Linked DNA regions of Mus musculus: regions 1, 2 and 3 are each linked to region 4. Evidence: chromatin contacts called from public HiChIP or PLAC-seq data. All regions are on one chromosome and are shown on one strand. Each heading gives the region's core, a stretch centred on a gene start, on an enhancer-like site or on the middle of the called end of the contact. The rest is flanking DNA. Distances are from core to core; before and after follow the strand shown.

The links. HiChIP or PLAC-seq counts read pairs in DNA pulled down with a chosen protein or histone mark.
Region 1: a contact with region 4 is called in a CTCF HiChIP or PLAC-seq map of the NIH/3T3 cell line, with 7 read pairs. The contact joins two enhancer-like sites. A contact is called at or near these places in 1 of 39 promoter capture datasets (hippocampal neurons), 2 of 15 datasets of contacts at CTCF or cohesin (both in the NIH/3T3 cell line), 8 of 484 Hi-C or Micro-C datasets (the AML12 cell line, the C2C12 cell line, the P5424 cell line and 4 more), 2 of 115 datasets of contacts at active chromatin or transcription factors (the NIH/3T3 cell line and pancreatic cancer cells) and 1 of 9 other capture datasets (embryonic stem cells).
Region 2: an HNF4G HiChIP or PLAC-seq map of pancreatic cancer cells shows a contact between it and region 4. The contact joins two enhancer-like sites. A contact is called at or near these places in 1 of 15 datasets of contacts at CTCF or cohesin (the NIH/3T3 cell line) and 1 of 115 datasets of contacts at active chromatin or transcription factors (pancreatic cancer cells).
Region 3: a contact with region 4 is called in a CTCF HiChIP or PLAC-seq map of the NIH/3T3 cell line, with 7 read pairs. The contact joins the promoter of Smox here to the enhancer-like site in region 4. A contact is called at or near these places in 3 of 39 promoter capture datasets (the 3T3-L1 cell line, the C10 cell line and hippocampal neurons), 1 of 15 datasets of contacts at CTCF or cohesin (the NIH/3T3 cell line), 1 of 115 datasets of contacts at active chromatin or transcription factors (embryonic stem cells) and 1 of 9 other capture datasets (embryonic stem cells).

The regions. Positions count from the first base shown.
Region 1 is chr2:131,421,991-131,424,690 of GRCm38.p6, forward strand. No RefSeq gene overlaps it. Among named protein-coding and RNA genes, the nearest start is that of Smox, 69 kb to the right of the region's middle. Within about 2 kb of position 1,286, at least 188 of the 459 cell types and tissues checked have an H3K27ac peak or open chromatin away from gene starts, as enhancers often do. A contact at or near this core is called in the C2C12 cell line, the NIH/3T3 cell line, adipose-derived mesenchymal stem cells and 2 more, where this site is marked.
Region 2 is chr2:131,385,222-131,387,921 of GRCm38.p6, forward strand. No RefSeq gene overlaps it. Among named protein-coding and RNA genes, the nearest start is that of Rnf24, 34 kb to the left of the region's middle. Within about 2 kb of position 1,355, at least 41 of the 459 cell types and tissues checked have an H3K27ac peak or open chromatin away from gene starts, as enhancers often do. A contact at or near this core is called in pancreatic cancer cells, where this site is marked.
Region 3 is chr2:131,490,552-131,493,251 of GRCm38.p6, forward strand. Smox (spermine oxidase) reads left to right here and starts at 1,311. Exons shown (of 7, transcript NM_145533.2): 1 at 1,311-1,485. Gm30679 reads right to left here and starts at 1,725. Exons shown (of 2, transcript XM_030252306.1): 1 at 1,017-1,725. The coding sequence starts at 1,623.
Region 4 is chr2:131,760,261-131,762,960 of GRCm38.p6, forward strand. No RefSeq gene overlaps it. Among named protein-coding and RNA genes, the nearest start is that of Gm30986, 21 kb to the left of the region's middle. Within about 2 kb of position 1,416, at least 49 of the 459 cell types and tissues checked have an H3K27ac peak or open chromatin away from gene starts, as enhancers often do. A contact at or near this core is called in the C2C12 cell line, the NIH/3T3 cell line, adipose-derived mesenchymal stem cells and 2 more, where this site is marked.

The sequences.
Region 1 (2,700 bases), core at 36-2,535, 340 kb before region 4:
AGACATCAAAGTTGTCTTCTGACTTCCTCATCACATCTCTCTCTCTCTCTCTCTCTCTCTCTCTCTCACACACACACACACACACAGAGTAATAATAATACAAAAAAGGACAAAAATAATTTCAAGAAAATGGATGGAACTTGTTCTTCATATTATGTGAAAACCAGACTCAGAAAGATACATGGCATGCTTACTCTCTAACAGGAGACTCAGCAGGGGGAAGGAAGGAAGAAAGAGGTGGGACCATCAAGGGCGTGAGTGAAGGGAGGGGACATGGTAAGAAAGGGTAACAAGAGCCTATCTTCAAAGTGCCTTATGTGCGTGTGTAAAAAAAAGTCACATAAAGTCTATTGCTTTGTACAATTACTATCCATTAGTTTAAAAAAGGAGGAATCACAATCCCTTTTTGGTCGAAGTGATAAGATGGTGAGAATGTGTCCTTTGCATTTTCGCAAAACTGTAAAAAGAAAGTCTAGGTCTCTGGGGGAAAAGAAATCAGTCAATAATCAAAGCAAGGCAGTGTCAAAACACTTGTGATGTCAGCTTCCAGGAAGCTGAGGCAAGAGGTCTGTGAGTTCTAGGCTACATAGCAAGCCTGGGCTATTGGGATACACTGTTGGGATACCTTTGTGTGTTTCTGGATTCTATTAATTCTGCAGAGGCAGAGAGCTAAATACTAGCTGCAGCTTGGTGTTATTACTTCTATGGCCCCTCACCGGTCTTATATTTTGTAAGTAGTTGTTATTCCTCACTGGCCTAAGGCAATCTAGAATTGTATCTGCTTGGCTGTAATAAAAATCTGACGGCTAATAACTGGGCAGGAAGTGGAGGGTGGGTCTTCTGGGCAGAGAGAGGGACGCTGGGAGAAGAAATGAGACTCAGGAGATTCTCCAGCAAACTTGGAGGTGGACTTTTGTCAGGCGAGATTAGCATCTGAGCAGACCCTATAATCACAAACGTTCTCAATAGGTCCACTAGGAGTCAGTAGAGACTTCCTCTCCGGTTACTCTCACTTGGGTTCCCAGATGTGGGCGGGGTTGGAGGACTAAGGTGACTGAGGAGAAAGGGGGCCCTGGAATATATCAAAGGGTACCCTCATCTTTGCAAGCAAGAGTTTGTCGGCCCAAGGAACCAAAAAGAACGTGGAATGGAGAGAGTGAAGGGAGAAGCAACCGGGTGAGGCTGGAGGAGCAGGAAGGCAGCAGACAGTGGAGGACTGGAGGGGCGGGGCTCGGACCTTAAGCGCAATGCCGGCACTCTCGGGGTGTTCAGGGTCACAGTCAAATGCTGTGGTCAAAGATTTCTAATTGTAAGGTGCAGCTTGGAAGCAGAAAGTTCACATTTGGGAGCCGGAGTGAGCATAATCAGAAAGGAGGCTCTACTGCCTCCTAGTGGACATTTTGAGATCATTGGTGATTTTGCATTTTTTTTATCTTGCTATGAAATAATAGGGGGAGCCCTATTATTTCATAGCAGAGACTAGTTTTGATGACCTGTGTTCTTTTTGTTTATTTTTTCATTTACCACAATTTTAAGTTATATTGTTCATATGTTTCTTCTATATCTCCCTGCAATATGTTCTCTCTTCATATAGTTCTGTCTGAAGTGGCTTCCAAAAAAAGTTCTTGAGTTAAATGCCTGGCTCTAAAAGCACAAAACCTTTGGGAGACTGGACCTAGGTGAAGGAAACTAGGTCACCGGGGACATGACCTCATAGGGGGTTATTAAGACTCAGACTTGCTATTTCCTGGATGCCATGTAAGGAGCAGGCCTCCTTTATGACGCTCTCCTGCTGTGATACAAGGATCTGACTCACCCACCCCAACAGAGTTAAGCAACCCTGAACTGAAATTGCTGAAGTCACGCAACAAACCAACCAAAAAACCGCTTTCTTCCTTCCGCGTGATTTATTCCAGGTATTGGTTATTGAAACAGAGAACTGACTGACAAACTTGCTAAAGGCAATATTCATAGTTGTAAACCCTGACGTATAAAGAGTTATTCTTCTAAACGGTATGCGTCAGTTAGGAGAATGGTTAGCTGCAGGCAACAAAAACATCTGATGGGAAATGTAAATGAGGAAAATACCTAAAAAAAAAAAAAAAAAAAAACCAAAAAAACCAAAAAACCAAAAAAACCAAAAACCAAAAAAACATCTGATGAGATGGCATTGAAAAACGTAAGTTTTTTTTTTTTCTCTTTTTGCTACCTGAAGAAATCCAGCTGTTAAAAATTGCCAGCCTGGTGTGGTTTTACGGTGGCAGTGGCATCAGGCACCCAGGCTGTCTCTATTTCTGCTTCATTATCCTGCCATGTTGATGTTGTCCCCACATGTGTTATCTCATGGCTGTAGCATCACTAGTCCAGATCCAGGCATCATGTCCAAGGGAGAACTGGAGGAATGAACAAGGGTGGTGCCAATCTCGTCTTCTATAGAAGAAAGAAGTATCCCAGGAGCGGCTGCACACATTGCTCCTGTGCCACTGCACACATTGACCTGTGCCTCGTCCAGAATTGTGTCCGAGGTTTTGGCTTCAAAGGAAGTTGGGAAAAAGTCCTTGTTTAAAGAAAACAATAAACATGAGTTGGTTTACTTTTTATTTTATGTGTATGAGTGTGTATTTTGCCAGTACTAAGTAAGTACACTGAATATGTGCCTGATGCTCTTAGAAGCCAGGAGGGAGCACTGGAGTTATAAGC
Region 2 (2,700 bases), core at 105-2,604, 380 kb before region 4:
AAGAAAAAGAGGGAAGATACTTATTTGTTTTCAGGAGATGATGCTTGCAATAGGTAAGAACGGGGTTATCGCAGAGGCAGAGTGAGATGCGGGGGGAGAAACTGACACAGCATCTTGGAAGCAGATGGAGCCACTGTGGGAGAAGAACTGGGGGTGCAGCTACTTGTCAGAGCACTTGCCTAGCATGCAGGGAGGTTGGGGGGAGGGCAGAGAGAGAGAGAGGGAGAGAGAGAGGGAGAGAGAGAGAGAGGCAGGCCTTGGTTCAAGATGCTAAGTGCAATGAAAGAGTCTTGTGAGCCCCAAGAGGCAGTCGTGAGGCATCACTCACTCCACCAGGGTTGCCACATAAAAAGTGTTCCTAAAGGATACAGGGAGGAAAGAAGAAACATCGATGGGAACAGGGTCTGAGAGAATTAGAGAAAAATGAGAAATGCTTAACCTAAAAACCAGTGAAATTGTTAAAGGAGTGTACTGGTCACAGAGGATACAGTCTCACCACAGACTGGGTGACAGTCTTAATGTCTGGGTCAGGTGTCCTAGGGCAGAGGGGACAAGTTTGCTGTTTTCTATGAGTTTTGTTTAAACACAATTTCTTGGCAGTGAGGCAACTATTGCTGTCGTTCTGGTCTGTTTCTATCCCACCCCTTACTGTTTCTTTCCCCTTTATTTGAAAATGTGCAGAGGCCAAAATGGGTGGGCAGGGCTCTCTCCAATTAGGAGGGATGGTGGAGCCTCTCTTTGGCCTGAACCAAAGGCCTGGAAGAAGATGGGCTTATAAAGGATCTCATTAGGGCAGAGGAGATAGCCCAGACAGCTGGGGAAGTCTTTAATTCCAGCACTGGGAAAACAGAAGCAAGCAGATTTCTATGAGTTTGAGATCAGTCTGATCTACATAACTAACTACTTGTAGGACAGCCAGGGCTGTGTAGTAAGACCCGATCTCAAAAACAAATGACCTAAATTTTGGCCCCATTACCCATGTGAAAAGCTAGGTGTGTGTGTGCTCCTTATTCCAGCACTGGTAAGAAGTTACAGGGACCCCTGGAACTAGCTAGCCAACACTCTAGTCCAGCTGGTGAGCTCCAGGGTCCAGTGAGACAGCCTCTTTCAGAATAACCAAGGTGGCTGAGTTGTGAGGATCAGTCCTCGAGGTTGACCTTTGCCTCCATACTCATGTGGAAGCGTACACGCAGGCACCAGTGCACAGGTGTACACACACGGACTCAAAAATACTATGAAAGGATGGTCAGGAATTTCCCATGTGTCATTTGGGTATCATCGGGTTATTGGGTATATGGTCCTTTAGAAAGCTCAAAGTCTGGCTTCTGACTCATTGCAGGAACAGAAACAAGGTGAGTCACTGAGGAAGGAGCTCCAAAGAGCTGTCTATAGTGGTCTGACTAAGCGCTTTTAGGTGGGGATGCTCTTCGGGGTTCATTTGTTTAAAATATCAGTGTTTGTGTTCAGTCTTGGCCCCACCACTTGGCAGCTGTGTGACCTTGGGCTGGCTGCCGGCCCTCTCTAAGCCTTCATTTCCATCTTAGGCCAGAAGTGATGACTTCGGAGGATTTGCCTGGAAATGACCTGACGGGTCAACAGCTGCCCTGAGGAGAACAGTATGGGGATGAGGTCACCAACTTCCAAAGTCAAATCCTTCCATTTCCCTCAGGAATATCTTACTTGGCACCCTGGTGAGCTGCAGGGCAGGAGCTGCTGACATCACAGCATTTTAGTTTCTCAGGGCTGTGAAGAACAGTGGCTGTCAATCACAGACATTCACCTTCGTCCACCCTGGAGGCTCCAAGTCCAATGCCACAGTGTTGGTGGCTGCTGCTCTCTCCCGGGCTCTGAGAGGGAATCCATTCAATCCATTCCAGGTCCCTTCCTGAGTTTCTCGTGCCACCAGCAATCCTCAACACTGGTTAGCTGGCAGCTGTGTCACTCCAGCCCCTTCCTCTGCTGTCATGTAGCCTAGCATGTGCCTGGGTGACTCTCTTCCTATGGTTCCTTGTGTGTAGACACACCCGAGTTTCCCTTTGAGAAGGAAAGGGGTCATATTGGATTAGGATCCACTACAATGGCTACTCTTAGTTTGATGGGATTGAGACTGTAGGATTGCTTTTGAGAACACAATTTATGCCATGATGCTTTGCCCATGACTCCGTAATTCCACTATTAGGACTATAACAACAACAACAATGACAACAACAAAATTTTTGGTCCCTACAAAAGTATATAACAGAACTTTCTTAGTAACTTCATTTTTTACAGTCCCAAACTGAACACCAGTCAAAGGTTCATCAATAAGTCAGTTTTTAGCTGGACTTGTATTCACACACAGAGTAGCTCTCAGCAATAAAACAAAAACAAAAACAAAAACAAAAAACAGCTGCTGCCAGGTGGTGGTGGCATACGCCTTTAATCCCAGCACTTGGGAGGCAGAGACAGGTGGATTTCTGAGTTTGAGGCCAGCCTGGTCTACAAAGTGAGTTCCAGGACAGCCAGGGCTGTACAGAGAAACCCTGTCTCAGGGGAAAAAAAAAAAAAAAACAAACCCAAAACCAGCTGCTGATAGGAGCTGAAACATGAATGAGTGTGCCCTGTAATTCTATTTGTGTGATCTTTAAAGAAGATGAACTAGGCTTCTAGGCCAAGGAAGGTAGTAAAGGGGCAAACCGAAGTGTTTGGGGGTGGCTTTGG
Region 3 (2,700 bases), core at 61-2,560, 270 kb before region 4:
TTGGCCCCAGAGCCTTGTCTATGTTGAGAAGTGTGTTCTGCTGTTGAGCCACATCTCTACTTCTTGCTTCTTTGAGGCAGGCTTTCACTGTGTGGCTCAGCCTGGCCTTGAAGTTGGTATGTAGCCAAGGCTAGCCTTGAACTCTGTACCCCCCCCCCCCCCACATGGCCTTCTGAGGCTGGGATCACGAGCATGTGATCCACATCCAGGATCTCTCCGGGCTGAACCTACAGCGACCTGTGCTCAGCATTGCCTGGTTCCAGGTTGAAATCAGGGGAGGGCCCCCTCCAGAGACACAGTTCGGAGTAGAGGCTCTGCGGCCACCAGGGGCTTGTATTCCCTCGGACCAAGTGTTGACCTGGTGTAGTACCAGCAAAACATACGAAAAAACAGATTAGGAGGTGCAGAGATGAATAAAAAATAATTTTCTTACTTTTGTGTGTGTGTGTGGAGGGGGAGAGTTGGGGGTGGTTCAAGACAGGATTTCTCTGTTTGACTCTGGCTGTCCTACACTTACTCTGTGGTTCAGACTGGCTTTGAACTCAGAGATCCACCTGCTTCTAGAGGGATTCCGCAGTGGTCCTAAACCTGTGGGTTACTATCCCTTAGGGTTCCAACGACCTTTCATAGGGGTCGCATGTCAGATATTTATTTATGTTTCAATTCATAACAGTAGCAACATTACAGTTACGAAGTAGCAATGAAATAATTTTATGGTTGGGGGGTCACTACAACACGAGGAACTGTGTGTCAGCATTAGGAAGCTGGAGAACCACCAGATTAAAGGCATGTGCCACTATTGCCCGCTAAAAAATAATTGATACCAATTAATTTTTTTTTGAAAAAAGGAAAAAGTGCCACCTAGTATTAACGTTGGCTTTTATTAAAAGTTTGAGGGTTTTACTAGGGAAATACACTTTTTAAAAAGGGCCACTTCAGGACATGGGCTGGGTACTGAGAGGATGTGAGCATTCTTTTCCTTTCACCTGAGGTTCCTGGTTCCCGCCGGCACCCACCTGAGACCTGCAGGACGAGAGACAGTCCAGGACAAGAGGGGCCCTTTCTTCTTTTCAAAAGGGCGGCAGAGTCTGGGTAAACTGAGGTGGGCGCAGCGCTCTGACAGTGCCGGAAGACCTCGTCTGCTTTGCAGGGCGGGGCGTCGCGGGGCTGGCTCTGTTTCTGGGCGGATAGGTGGGTGAGGCGTCCCTTTTGCGAGATAGGGGAGTGCAGGTGGCTGTGCCGCGGGCAACTCCAGGCTGGGTGGCCTCGGGCTCCCCGCCCCCGGTGGGCGGGCCCGGGGCGGAGCACCCAGGCGGGGTGGGCCGGGGACGCGAGGCGGAGCGGGGCCCCCGCACAGGCCCCGGCGGCTGGCTCGGCCCTACGGTCCCGGCGGCGGCTGCAGGAGGAAGCCCAGTGGCTGCGGAGGAGGGGAGGCGGAGAGGCCGAGGCCGCTCGCGAAGACGCTCCCGGGCTCCGCAAGGAAAGGTACCGTGCGGCCTCCCCGACCCGGGCTCGGACAGCCACCGAGCCTCGTAGGCAAGGGGCTCCCGATGGAGGCCGGCGGCGGGCGGTGGGCAGAAGAGGCTGCCCGGGCTGGCCGCGACCCCGGGGTCCGGGCCGCATCCTCCGGACGCCCAGCGCGGCGGCGCAGACAAAGCCGGCGAGGCACTCGGTCGGCCCGGAGGGTGTGCGCTGTGGAGGGGAGGGAACACAGCTTGCGGCGGCGGCGGCGGCGGCGGCGGCCCGGCGTCTGCCGGTCTCCTTGGGACAGCTGGAGGAGTGGGGAGCCGCTCTCCCGCGGGTTGCCCCGGGGCTCACAGGCTGCCCGGCTTGGCCGGAGCCAGGCTGACGAAGGGAAGGGAGCAAGTCGCTTCGCCGGGAAGGGGTGCCGAGGCCGGCCGCCGGCTTGGAGGTGGCGCGGCTGTGGAGCAGGTGAGCGGTGCGCGGACCTTTTGGGTCTTGCACCTGAGCAAACCGCGCCGTGGCTGGCCCTTTCGTGAGCCGTGCCCACAGGTTGTTGGAGGAGCCAACTGATAGTGGCACAGCACCGTCCCGCCTGGGGTCCACTTGGCCGAGCTTGTGGGGGAAACAGCAGGTGCTGAGTGGAGGTCACCCAGGCTGGGGGTAAAGAGAAGGTCAAGAAAGTGTTTGAATGGCCCTCATTTATTTGTGTTCTGCTACCTCTGTCCCTTTCCTCTTACAGAGGAAGGAGCATTACAGGGCTTGAAGGGCCGCGCTTCCTCCTGGGCCCTGTGACCATCCCTTTAGATGTCCCTGGCATTTCTTACCCAGCAGGTTTTGAGAACAGTCTTTGTCCGCCCTCGTCATTTCACAGTCTCCCTGTTTGGCTTTGAACCTCATCCCCCGTCAGCCAGGCACCCAATTCCCATCACAAGGATCTCCTCGGAAGTTCTGACTTTAAGCAGTGCCCCTAAGAAGCAGGCACCCTTTCCTTCTGCAGTCCATCCAGGGCCGCTCTAGCAGGTTTTGCTTGCCTTGCAGTGTCTTTAGAAAGCTCTGTCCTAGAGTTGTATCTTTCCCTGGGTGCCCCAGTTCCTCCCTTCTACCAGCCTGCCCTAGCCTGTCCCCTTCCCCTTAGTTTTGCTGTTAAATGCTTGAGGGCCCCAGGGCTCTGTTCTCAGCATTTCCTCTCCTGACTGCCCTTCTTGCCATCCTCTGTTCACTTTCTACCCCTGTTTT
Region 4 (2,700 bases), core at 166-2,665:
TACCTGGGTTGCCTTTTGCTCCATCTTTTTTGCCTGAGTGTCCATGTCCTCAGGGGCCACTTTTCCAGTCACATACTCCTGGTCCTCCTCTCATGGCAGCTTTCTCCTCTCTCCATCTCCTTTCTTCTCCCCTGCCCCCATGGTCTCTCTCTCTCTCTCTCTCTCTCTCTCTCTCTCTCTCTCTCTCTCTCTCTCTCTCTCTCTTCCTCCCCCCTCCACTCGATTCTCAGATCCTGTCCTTCTCTGTCTACTGCCCAATCACAGCCTCTAGACTTTTATCAATCAATAGCTTTAAATTTGGGAGCAAAGTTTACATAACAAAGGTCAGTATATGTGAAGATACACTCTTCTGGGGGCAACCAGATCTTAGAGTTCAGAATTTAGTATTTGTATACACACCAGATCAACCCCCAGCAAGAAGGACTAGAATTGAATGGCTCAACTGATGCCTGCTGAAGAGGAAAGTTTGTCTTGCTTTACCACATATTTGATTTTAAGTAATATTTTATATTAAAGAATGCCCTGCACTACAGACAAAATGGTATTTGGATTTTACCAATTATTTACTTACTGAATGTCACTTAAATGAATTAAAATCTTTCTAAAGGAACCACATGTATCCAGACAGCAGTGTGTTAACAGGTATGATGACTGAAACACCATCCTGTCCAATGGGAACCCGGACAGTGATGTAGAGTTAAGGACCAAAGACTGTTCTTTTCATGAACAGTGTCCAGCATAATATTCTGGATTAAGAGGCTGGAGAGATGGTTCATGTTGTATAAACCTGGGGCCTGCATTCAGATCCTTAGCACCTTATAAAGGCCAGGTTCAGTAGCTAAAGAGGTAAGTGATGGGGAAAACAGAGCATCGTCCAGCCAGAGTAGCCAGTTAGTAAGGTATGTGAAAGACTTTGTCTAGCAAAATAAGGGGGACATAATCGAGTAAGAAAGAAAGTTGGAATTGACTTCTGGTCTACACACACACACATACACACACATATACACACACTTATACAGACACAGATACACACATTCTCTTTCATAAATACACAGACACACAGACTCTCTCTCCTTCCCTTCCTCCCTCCCTCCCCGACTCCCTCCCTTCTTTCCTCCCTCCCCCACTCCCTATCTCCTTTCCTCCCTCCTCCCTCCCTCCCTCCCTCCCTCTCCAATTTACTCATTCAGAAACTTTCATTCAACAAATAATTTACTGGGAATCCTTTAGATATCTGATTCTGGTATATTACATAATCAAGCACATACATTTTGGATCTCTTCACCTTGAAAAGCACTTTTATTATCAAGGCACTAACTATTACAATCTTGATTTCTTAGGCAATAACCTCTCCTTTGAGACATCCCAGACTTGAGAACAAAGGCTAGAAAATTCACTGCCCAGCTTAACTTTCCACTCATAGATGGTGAGTCAAAGATGATTCATCAGATAACCATTTCTATTGAACTGTTCTGTCTAGCTGAAAGAAATGGTTCCATTAACAAAATTCTTTCTTCTTTCTTACCACAGAAGTAAAGACTCACTGTGCATTTAGTCAAGATTTTCAATAGGATGAGGACGCATAATTCAATTAGAGGTGGAGTTTGTGGTGGGTCAGGAGTATCGGGGATGCCTGGGGAAAGGACAGTCATACACATGATTGAAGGCATGGAACACATTGACCCAGCGGGAGGATGAGAGGGTGTAGCTTGGACTCAAAAATCTCATTTTCTGGCAAAGAGAATGTTCAACTCTAAAGAGTGGTCACAGAACGAGATCACAGAACACATCCACTTTTGTAAATATCTAATGAGAACTTATCATAGATATAGCAAAAACAAGGACTCCACAGTTAGAGACACCCACTATCTGAAAACTCGACAGGCAAAAGTTAATTTTGATTCATGAGCAGTCTGGAATCCCTTTTATTCTGTGCCTCACCTTCCCTGTTGTGGCCAGCATACAAGGAGGAAGCTGTGACAAATATTTTCCTGCCTTGACATTTAATCCTATTTTGCCTGTTTCTGTCAACTTATTATCTACCTGTGGCCAGTTTGCGCCAAACAGCACAGGAATCCATTATAAACATGCCTCCTCCTCCTCCTCCTCCTCCTCCTCCTCCTCCTCCTCCCCCTCCTCGTCCTCCTCCTCCCCCTCTTGTTCCTTTCCTTCCTCCTCCCTCTTTGATCTGTCTTGAGTCCTCTCCCACTCTCTGCAGTTTAAAATGTAAGCCAAAAAAGCAACCCTGGCCAAGGCTGAGATGAGCAATGCTTGGGCTGAACTTCAAGGAAATGGAAATGTTTATTGCTACCTATGTGTGTCCAGAGACTATAAAATTCTTAATTGAATTATAAAATTCTTCCTCCTCCGGAAAGTCTTCCTGTTATCAACTGTCAACATTCAAGACAAAACAAAAATAATCTTGATCATATTCCACATTATCATTTGGTACTCCATTCATAAATACTGAAAAGGGATAACATATACATTTCAGAATTTCAGACATACTAAGTGATTTTATGGGGAAACAGGAACATTAAGAATGTCACTATTGCTGGATCCTCCGGTAGTACTATGTCCAATTTTCTGAGGAACTGCCAGACTGATTTCCAGAGTGGTTGTACAAGCTTGCAATCCCACCAACAATGGAGGAGTGTTCCCCTTTCTCCACATCCTCGCCAGCATCTGCTGTCACCTGAG